2 separate regions of the Rattus norvegicus genome follow, and region 1 is linked to region 2. A link is a contact called in public Hi-C data. All regions are on one chromosome and are shown on one strand. The core of a region is the stretch at or near the end of the contact, and the rest is flanking DNA. Distances in the headings are between cores, read along the strand shown.

The links. A called contact is a pair of places that touch in the nucleus more often than the background predicts.
Region 1: a Hi-C map of hepatocytes shows a contact between it and region 2, with 2.5 times the contacts expected there. The contact joins the promoter of Mn1 here to the enhancer-like site in region 2. A contact is called at or near these places in 2 of 12 Hi-C or Micro-C datasets (hepatocytes and kidney).

The regions. Positions count from the first base shown.
Region 1 is chr12:50,878,432-50,883,885 of GRCr8, reverse strand. Mn1 (MN1 proto-oncogene, transcriptional regulator) reads left to right here and starts at 3,091. Exons shown (of 2, transcript NM_001191928.2): 1 at 3,091-5,454. The coding sequence starts at 3,948.
Region 2 is chr12:50,488,947-50,494,517 of GRCr8, reverse strand. No RefSeq gene overlaps it. Among named protein-coding and RNA genes, the nearest start is that of Mn1, 390 kb to the left of the region's middle. Within about 2 kb of position 2,632, at least 2 of the 93 cell types and tissues checked have an H3K27ac peak or open chromatin away from gene starts, as enhancers often do. A contact at or near this core is called in hepatocytes, where this site is marked.

The sequences.
Region 1 (5,454 bases), core at 1,842-4,341, 390 kb before region 2:
GGTACAGGAAGGGGGAGAGGAAGGAGAAGGCCCTGTTAGATGCCTGAGGCTCTGCAGCTCCTGGCTCGGTGCCGGCAGGGACTCTGAGTTCGTTTGAGCACTAGGGGGCAATGTGTCTGTTTGAAAGAAACTTAGAAGCCAGCTGTAGAGGTGTGTGCATGCACAGGCATATATGTGTGTGTGTGTGTGTGTGTGTGTGTGTGTGTGTGTGTGTCCACACCATAGAGGGTTCACACTGTGGTGCAAGAGGCCCCAGGCAGAAGAGCACAAGCTCCTGCTAGTAGGACAACAGGCATACAAGGGCAGGGGTGAGGGCACCCAAAGGGCAGAGGCAGCTGCACAGAGAGAGATACATAGATGCACACAGAGACAGGTGGCTCTGGGAGCAGACAACATCGATGTGAGTGCACACACACACACACACACACACACACACACACACACACACCACAGTGGCCTCCAAAGATTCGTGCATATGCCATATATAGAAACACAGGTGCAGGCTAGCCTCCTGGGGCAAGGACGAATGTAAGCAGAGTCCATTTATAGTGTTAAGGATGGGGACCCTCCCTTTCACACCCCCTTTTAGACACACGCCCCAAAGTGCTGGCTCTGGGAAGGAGCCCGGGAAACATTTGCCTGCCCCTCCTCCCTTCAGACGTGGGGACCCTCTACCAAGGACTGTGAAGTGACACCCCACAACCTCAAAGCAGTGCTTCCCAGACAGCAGACCTATGAGTCCTTCCCAGCTCCTGACATCCCTCCTTAGTGCTTCACACGGGTCCCCACACACCCCTGTCCCCATCAGACAGGACATACAAGGCATTCCATCTCTGCCTCCTGAGAAGGCTACTGTCCCCAAGACAGTGGCACATGGCCAGGTGTCACAGCTTTGCTGCCTGGGGTCTCCTCCTGACATCTGTTCCTGAACTCTTCCCCCTTTCTGCCCAGGAGGTTCAAGGGCCCCTAGCTTTGGGCCTGGAGGGTCAGTTGGGGGTGTCTGACAAGGAGCTTTTTCCTTTGTGCCTACACAGGCAAAGCCTCTGTCTTCTCTGGCTTTCCTTCCCTGTCACTTTGCTAAGTAATAATTTCCATGTCCAATTCCATTTCTTTTCTAGTTCTGAAACCTCTAAGCTATCAGCAAGAGGATAGTTCGCATGAAAACTAATTACACAAAATCAATATTTAATCACAGACCAACAACCTGATCCTGCAGAAAAATCCTTTTAAAACTCCACCACCCTGCACAAATACTTCTTCCCAATGCTTATTTATGGGACCCGTTTTTTGGTGGGGGTAATTTTCATTTTTAATTTCAAAAGGAAAAAAAAAATCTGTAGACTGCAGGAAAAGCCGGAGCTTTTTTTTTTTTTTTTTTTTTTTTTTTTTTTTGCAGCTTCCTGAGAGCTTTTATTTCGAGTGTGTGTGAGAGTGGGGGGTGGGTACGTGTGTGTGTGGGTGAATGTGTGGGGGATGGGTTTGTGTGGGGGATGTGTGTGTGGGGAGCGTGTGTGGCGTGGGTGAGTGTGTGTGTGTTTGTGGGGGGTGATTTCTTCAGAAGTCTCTTGTGGCTTCCTGCCCCCCCCATTCCTAAATCCAGCCCATTTTCCAACGTTACTTTGCTCAGAAGCTCCGGGGAGTAATGAATCGGGCCGCGAATGACACGGTAACTTTTAACTCATGCCCACGACAGTAGAGTGCTTAATCTGAGGTTTTTAAATAAAAAGGGCTCCGGGTTGGTTTTATTATAACGTTTATTTCATTTCAGATTTCATGCGTAATTTAGCAAACGCTAGACAGACTTGGGCGATAAACACTTTCTTTTGTGGGGGGAAAAGGCATTTTTATACACCATGCTTAATTTTATTTAGATTTAATAGCGATAGCGGGGCACTTCAGCGAAAGTTTTTTTTTTTTTTCCTTTTCCTCTCTTCTTTTAAGAATCCTGGCCTGCCAGCAAAATTGTCTCGCTTTATTTCGTGGCAAGGAAAATTAAAGGCCTTTCCGCCCCTCCTCCCCTACTTACACTTTCAGAGGAAAACTCGCACACTTATGCTGGCGCTTGGGTGCGCGCGCGTCCACAGAATAAACACCTCCACCTCCTATCACCTCCAACTTCTAACTTTTAATTGCAAGATAGATTTCAGCCTCTACTCCGTGAGTAGAAAGATCTAAACGTTTTAAGTAAGATTATTGGGATAAATATTCCATATGAAATAGGGCAGGTATTAAATCACTCTTATTGATTTTAGTATCACAATCCAATTCCGTTCTTTGACCTCTTTAGTTTAATAGATCTTTTAAGGAGGCCAACTTCGCGCCCTTCAGGGCCTGGGCCTGCGCGCTTGTGGCCACAGCAAGGTGTCGCCCCCCCCCCCCCCCGTCCCCACCCCTGTGCGCCTTTGCGCGTCGTTCTCCTCGGGGTTTCGCATTGTCTCGCCTCGCCGCTCACGCGCCGGGCTCACCCGAAGTGTCCCCACAAAGCGGCCGAGGGTGCGTGGCTTCTTCCAGGTGGAGCCGGCGGCAGAGAACCGGAAGCCGCGAACGGTGAGAGTCTCGGGAAGGAGCGAGCCAGACTCTGGTCCCAGAGACAACCTTCGTGTTTCCTCTCGGCGATCACCTCGTGAACTTGCCAGGGCCGCTCCCTGGGGCGCCGCCCCGGGCTGCAGCACAGGCGACACTTAGCGACTTTCCCTGGTGCGTCCCGGGGCTCTGCCAGGCTACTCCATTGTCTGTGCGCCCCGCACAGCTCACCGCCCACCTCCCCGCCCCCTGCCCACCGGGCAGGTCGTGCTAGCTCCGGTTGGGGGTGGGGAGTTGGGAACAGCGTGAATGGGAAGGGGACGGACAAAGCCTGGCTCCCGCCGTCGTCCATGGCTCGCGCCCTCCCCAGCCCGGGGCACCCGGGGCGCACCCCCAACGCCGTAGCGCGGGACCCGGAGTAGCGCGGGTCCGTGGCCCGGCCTGCGCAGCCAGGACCCGGGACCACCTTAAGAGCGAGCCCCGCCCCCGGGCCCGCTCGGGAGGCGCTGATTGGTGCAGAGGTAATGGCTGGAATGGATTGCTGAAACGCAAAACTTGTTGCTGCTTCTCCCGGCGCCGGCAAGAGGCAGACGCGGAGCGGGAGCCCGGACCTCGCAGCGCCTCGCCCGCCCCGCGCGCCCTGCTTGCCCGCGCGGCCCCTTCCCGGCTCCGAGGGGACCCGTGGAGCGCGGAGGCGGGAACCACAGCTTAGGAGCCGCCGGCCCCACGCCTCCCCTCCCGCGCGCGCCCCGAGACTCCCGCGAACTCGCGCAGCGACCGGCGGTCGAGCCCGAGCCGCGGAGCCGCGCGTCTCCCGCAGCCTGCGTTCCCGCTCCAGCGCCCGCATCTCCTGCTGCGGGGCCATCACCGGCGATGAGGAGCGGAGCAGCCCGTCTTCCGAGCCGCTGAAGCTTTCGCCGCCGATCGCCCTCGGCCGACCGGAGGTGCGGGAGCCGGCGCGGCCCGGGCGCGGAGACTCGGGGCAGGGGAAGGACCAAGGGGCTCCCCTACGGCCCCAACCACCGCACCGCGGACTCCAGAAGGTGATCATTCCGCTCTCCCGCCCCCTTCCCTCCCCCCTACCTAACTTTTTGTCTCAGCTCCTCGGCCTCCAGGTCACCTCTCCGCATACCCAGCCGCGGCCGTGCCATCCGCCCGGGGCATGGGCCCCCCGACAAGGCTCCAGGAGGCGCCGCGGCCTCGCAAGACGTGAGAGGCCCGCTTGGGTCGACTCTGAGGTTCCGGAGAGCAGCGGAGAGAGCTCCTAGCCAGCGCCCGCGCGCTCGGCCGGGCGGCAGTGAGCGCTGCGCCCCGCGGTGCAGAACCCGGAGCTCCGGAGCCGCGGCTGAGGCGAGTAGCTGGCCGGAGGCGCGCGGCGGAGCAGGCTGTCATGCCCTATTGATCCCCCCGCCCCCCCGCCAAGTATGTTTGGGCTGGACCAATTCGAGCCCCAGATCAACAGCCGGCACGCTGGTCAGGGCGAGGGGAACTTTAACGAAGCCGGACTGAGTATGAACGCTCACTTTAAGGCCCCTGCTTTCCACGCCGGGCCTCCTCCTGGCCCCGTGGACCCTGCAATAAGCGCTCTGGGCGAACCCCCGATCTTGGGTTTGAATATGGAGCCATACGGCTTCCATGCGCGCGGTCACTCCGAGCTGCACGCAGGGGGGTTGCAGGCACAGCCTGTGCACGGCTTCTTCGGTGGTCAGCAGCCTCACCACAGCCATCCTGGAGGCCATCACCCGCACCAGCATCACCCACACTTTGGGGGCAACTTCGGTGGTCCGGACCCAGGTGCCTCATGTCTGCACGGGGGCCGGCTGCTTGGCTATGGAGGTGCAGCGAGCGGCCTCGGCAGCCAGCCTCCCTTCGCAGAGAGTTACGAGCACATGGCGGAGAGCCAGGGGCCGGAGGGCTTCGGCCCGCAGCGGCCAGGAAACCTCCCGGACTTCCACAGTTCGGGCACTTCGGGCCACGCTGTGCCTGCCCCGTGCCTGCCGCTGGACCAGAGCCCTAACCGGGCTGCCTCTTTCCATGGCCTGTCCGCCTCTAGCGGCTCGGATTCTCACAGCTTGGAACCCCGGAGGGTGACGAACCAAGGAGCCGTAGATTCGCTGGAATACAATTACCCGAGCGAGCCGCCCTCAGGACATTTTGACATGTTTTCACCCTCTGACTCTGAAGGGCAGCTGCCACATTATGCTGCGGGTCGCCAGGTTCCCGGGGGCGCTTTCCCGGGTGCTTCAGCCATGCCCAGAGCCTCAGGCATGGTGGGTTTGTCCAAAATGCACGGTCAGCCACCGCAGCCACCACCACCCCAGCAGCAACCGCAGCACGGAGTGTTCTTCGAGAGGTTTGGCGGGGCCCGGAAGATGCCTGTGGGTCTGGAGCCTGCAGTGGGCTCCAGGCACCCGCTAATGCAGCCTCCCCAGCAGGCCCCACCACCCCCGCAGCAGCAGCCCCAGCAGCAGCAGCCACCGCCACCACCTGGGCTTCTGGTCCGACAGAATTCTTGCCCTCCTGCGCTCCCGCGGCCCCAGCAGGGTGAGGCTGGCACACCCAGTGGCGGCCTGCAGGACGGGGGCCCCATGCTGCCCAGCCAACACGCGCAGTTTGAGTACCCTATCCATCGGCTAGAGAACCGGAGCATGCACCCATATTCTGAACCTGTTTTCAGCATGCAGCATCCCCCTCCTCAACAGGCACCCAACCAGAGGCTGCAGCATTTCGATGCGCCCCCCTACATGAACGTGGCCAAGAGGCCGCGTTTTGACTTTCCGGGCAGCACAGGCGTGGACCGCTGCGCCTCGTGGAATGGCAGCATGCACAACGGCACTCTGGACAACCAACTCTCTCCCTCCGCCTACCCAGGCCTCCCAGGCGAGTTCACGCCGCCTGTGCCGGACAGTTTTCCTTCAGGACCGCCCTTGC
Region 2 (5,571 bases), core at 1,383-3,882:
CCTTCTCCATTGTAGCTCCTTCTTGCTCCTAGACGCCTACCCCATCTTTCTTTGCCATCTCGAAAGAATGTTCCCAGCCAGGGGAACAGTGGGCAAGAACAGTTCTGTCTCAGCATCAGCTAAGCTCAGAGTGAGCCAGAGAAGGGACTGGACTTCAGGCACAGTGCCTGCAGCTTGGTAGTACAGGCAGACCTCAGCCCACACCCTAAGGAGACTTCGGCCCCCACCCTGGGTTGCCATTGGTGGGTCCATTCTCTCTGCTTGTGTTAGACTCTCTCCCCCCTCTGCTATATTCCTGCAACCTTACCGGTACCACCTCAAGGAAGGGTATCAATCCCAGGGGCACCCACCCTGGGAGACAGACAAGTACTCTAAAGACAGAGAGCTTGGGCCTTCCAGTTAGAGCTGAAGGGAACCCTGACTTCTTCCCTTCTTGGAGTTGGAGCCACCTGGGAGCTGAGAACAGCAGGTTCCACTCACTCATCAGAGGCCACCGGAGTTTGGCACAGAGCCCAGCACCCTCCTGAACTCCCATCCTGTTGCTTAGCGCCCACTGGGAGAAAAGATAGCTCCTAGGCAGGTTCTTATTGGTTCAGACTGGGCCATACCCTTCTCCTAGGAAAGCATGGCTCTTGCAGACCGGGCTTGCATCAGCTGGGGCCTCTACAGTTGGGCAGGCATCAGCCAAGCTGACCCTGGGGAAAAGGAGGAGTCCTTAGAAAGGATCCAGGTGGCAGTGGCAAGGAGATTGGTTCTGGTGAAGCTGGGATTAAACAGCCAGAGCCCATGAGGAAGAAGGATTGGCGTTGCCTCAGGGTTCCCAGGTCTCAGCTGGAGCCCTGGCTTCATGTTGACTCTGGGTCCCTGGGAAGACACAGCATGCTGAGGAAGGCAAGCAGGAAGCAAGCAGAGTGAGGAAGACAGGAGGTCCAGGCTTAGCCTTTGAAGACACACCTTCTTGGCCGACTTCCTCCATCCAGGCCCGACTCCCAGATCTTCCAGGTCTTTCCAAATCAGTGCCATTATGTGGGAACAGGTGTTCAGCAAGTGGAACCATGTGGGACAGTTTCTTCCTGAGCCAAGGTTCACGCTTTACCTTCATGAAGCTCCCTTTTATAAAAAGACAAATAAAATGAATGTTATGTTTGACTGACCAAACAGATCGTGTGTGTGTGTGTGTGTGTGTGTGCGTGTGTGTGTGTGTGTTATATGCATGCATGTATGTGAATGTGTACGTGCATGAGTGTGTATGTGTGTCTATGTGTGTGTGCATGCATGTATATGTGCATATGTATATGTATATGTGTCTATATATGTATTTGTGTCAATGTGTGTGAAGTATATATCCATGCGTGTATGTGAGTATATATATATGTGCATGTGTGTATGTGTGTCTAATGTGTATGTGCATGTACATGTGCATATATATATGTATGTGTGTTTATGTGTATTAGTGTGTGTGCACACATGTGTGCCTGTGTGGTATATATGCATGTGTGTAAGTGTATGTATACGTACACATGCGCCTATGTGTGTCTATGTGTGTACATGTATATGAGCATGTGTGTATGTGTGTCAATGTGTATGTGCACATGTTTGTGATATATAAGCATGTGTGTGACTTTATGTATATATGCATGTATGTATGTCTGTGTATGTGCATGTATATGTGCATGTGTCTATGTGTGTCTACATGTATATGTGCATGTGTGTCTATGTGTGTGTGCGTGCATATATGCATGTGTGTATGTATGTCAATATATGTGCACGTGTGTGATATATGTATGTGTGTAAGTTTACGTATATATGCACGTGTGTATGTCTGTGTGTGTGCATGTACATGTGCATGTGTGTATGTATGTCTATATGTCTATGTGTGTACATATGTACATGTGCATATGTGTGGTTATGTGTTTATATGCTCAAGAGTGTGGTGGCCTGATGACAACTTCGGTGTCATTTCTCAGCTGTTGTCTATCACTATTTTCATACAGTGTCTCTCTGAACCTTGTTGCTTTGGTGAGGCTGACTGCCCAGCAAGTTCCAGGGACCCACGGGTCCCCACCTTCCCCGTGTTGGCATCACAAGTGCACATTGTGACTGCTGGCTTTGTACATGAACTCTGGGAGTGGATCAGAGCTGGGCTCTGGTGTTTTCACGGCAAACTCTTTCCCTGCCATGTCATTTTCCTGCCCAAGTGTTAGATGGTCTTTGGGGTACCTCATGATTGGCCCTAGAAGCAGGGGGATTCAGAACAGAGCTCAACGTGCCTAGTGGGCCTTCAACAGACATTTTATTTCCCTTTGCACTGGGGATGGAACTCGTGAACTCTGTGCATAAGGCACACGTTCTTCCACAGAGCCCCACTCACAGCTCAGTCAACATATTTACACATGAAGCCGGAGCTCAGGAAACTGCTGTCTGTGGTCTGGCCACGGTCTGCCAATAGTGCTTTATTGTAACATAGCCACATACAGTCTAGACAGAGAATCTTCCCTAAGGGACCTTCTTGGTCCATGGCAGCTTCCGTCATCCTGAAGCTTCAATAGTCACGGAAGACTCTATGGCCCCACAGCCAACGCCAAGCTCAGCTCTTGGCAGAAAAAGTTTATTGATCTCCATGGGAAAGAGAACACAGTGTAGAGTCCAGCTGCGACCTGTCCACCCTGTGCTTTAGGAAGGTAAGCTCCGCCCCTAGGGGCTGAAAGGCGGAACTGTGCTATCTTAGTTATTTTTCTGTGGCTGTAATGTAATATCATGACCAAGGCAACCAGAGGAGGAAAGGTCTATCCTAGGTTATGATTCCTCCAGGAGGGAGTCCATAACACCAGGGACAGCATGATCTCATATGTCAGGCATAGCAATGGGAACAGGAGGCAGAGAGCTCACAGTCTGAACCTCAGACAGGAAGCATAGAGAACAAACTGGATGTCGGTGAGGGTTTTATCTTCGAAGATCTCCTCACTGAAGGACATACCATCAAAACCTTCCCCAAACAGAACTGATAACTGCGGACCACGTGTGGGAATGCCTCTGACTACGGAGAGCATCTCATTAAAAACAACAAGACATCTTGTATCCCCTCCCCTAGGTTGGCTGGGTGTCTCAGAAATCCAGCTGAGAGAAACATGGCGGTGGGGGGGCGTTATTTCAAGCCCTGTTGGAGCAGAGGGGTCAGGGTAGGAGGGTCACCTAAGTTCAGTCCCTCGGGGGTGGAAGCAATGTAAACAGCGTGACTCTGTGGAGGCACCCACACCCAGATCTGCCTGTTCCCAGGGTGACAGAACTCTGTGACATTCACACTCGGCACCATGTGTGATGGCACCAGCAACAAGCCAGGAAAAGCCAGGGACCCAGGTGAGCTCTCAGCCCCTGTAGGATGATGTCATACGGGTGAAGGCATGTACAAGATAGAACAACGCTTGTCATTGGACAAGAAGGAAGGATGGGTGAGAGAAAAGTTTTAGAGAGGAGGAGACTGGAGGAGGCAGAAGAAGCAGAGGAGAGAACATGGAGGCCGATGTTAAGATTCCTCTCTGCACATTTACAGGTTGTTATGAATGTTCTTAAGGGATGGATGTGTACAGGGCTTTGTATGTCTAGGTGGGCAATTATATCTTATTAATTGGATCAGGGGTTATTGTGTTGTGTGTTCTTTCTTGTGGCGATTTAAGTTCAAGAGAGTATGTGGTAGCTGGAGACACTGGGCCACCACGGAATTGGGAAATATTTCTGGCATGGCGGCAACCTGCCTTGGGAACTAGATGGGTAGAGAGATTGTTGCCAGGCTCAGAGAGAAGCCATCGGCAGTGTGATATGGGACGGAGCAGAGCGGGTGAGACGCTTTGCTGACTGAGATGAAGACTTCTAACAGATACCTTGGGGCACTGCAGTGCCGGACCTAGTGTGGGATAGAAGACAGCATTTCTTTTATATAATTTTAAAGCAACAAGCCCCCACTTAGGACACTGCATCTGGCAACAGGTCTGCTCTGAGGCTTCAGATGGAGGGGGTCGCGCACCCCCAAACTCCCAAAATGCGATGTGGCTTACAGGCCCAAATCCCACACTGTGTATGGGAAGCCTGGAGTGACTCAGGAAAACAGTCTGAGTAGGTAACAGAGGAATCCATAGGAAGCCAGAGGAAGGAAGCAGATGTGACATTTTATGACCACATGGGGGGCCCAGAGAAGACTGAGACTCAGGGTCCCTGTGTGCTCCCCCTGCCTAGCCATCTCCAGCTATGCTGCCTTCAGGAAGCCTATGACATGCTGTTACCCCACTAACCACAGACTTGGGAGCCACTGGCACTGAAGGATCCAGAGCAGAGTTGTTTGGGCACCAGCTGCTGCTCAATGACAGGGAGGTCCTGCCCAGGGGGCAGGTTTGCCAAAGGGCATCACAGGGGAGACCCACAGCATTTTTTTTTAAACAAGGTCTCACTATGTAGCCCTGGCAGTACTGGAACTTATTCATAGACCAGGTTGGCTTTGAACTCACAGAGATCGCCTGCCTCTGCCTCCCAAGCGCTGGGACTGAAGGTGCATGGCACCACACCGGGCTAATTCTCCTGCTTTTAATGTCTACACACTTAATAAACTGTGTCACTCAAAACCCAATGTGTGGCTATTGAAGGTCACACTCTAGATGCAGAAATACCACTGACCATGGGTCACCATGGCAATGTCAGCCCCACGCTGCGCCCCTCCCGGAAGTCTACAGGCTATCTCTGCTGCTTATGTTTCTGTGAATCAATACAATCTCCATCTCCAGATCCCACTCACTTGGCTGGGACGCAGTCTGAAGTGTCAGCTGACCATTCCCTGCAGAAGGCACTTGACAGTGTTAGCTCTGGCATGCTAGTCAGCAACTGAGATCTGCTCTGTCCTCCAAAATGATGCCTGCTCCAGTTCAAATGGGGACCAAGGACATATTGTCACCCTCGAAGAGATAAGGAGTCAGGAACAATGCACCCTACTGGAGAATCACACACATGTTCTCAAATGAATTATCTAGATTTAAAACATCAGCCGCATGCCCCCCCCCCACGCCTCCTGCACTGTTCCTACCTCAAGCTACCCCACCTTTCGTTTTAAATAGAGGCGAGTCGGGACCCTTCTGTGACTAAGGAGTGGTCACATACTAGATGTACTGGTGTGTGGGGTGAGTGGGGACATGGATGAATCCAGGTTGGAAGGAGGATTCAGATAACACACCCACAAGCTGCCAGAAATGCTGAGGTGACACCAAACTGATCAATAACTCCCGGGTGCTAATCTATTGTGTTTGTCTGATATGATCTCCCTGCAGCCGTGCTGGGATCATAAGTCTATCAGGTCCTTCCTAAGCAAAGCAGGTATGGAGAACCTTCTCTAATGACTTGAAGAAATCTGCCTCCCTTTCCTTGTGCTCATTCCAGAAGGGAAGCAAAGGGTTGTGTGCATCACCTGGACCTCAGTTTCTTCATCTGCAAAATGGGAGTAGCAAAGGTCTGGACTGGCAGGGACACAAGCCACCCCCGCCCCTGCTGTGATGATGCCTTGTATGGAGGGAAACCAGGGCTGTGGTGTTT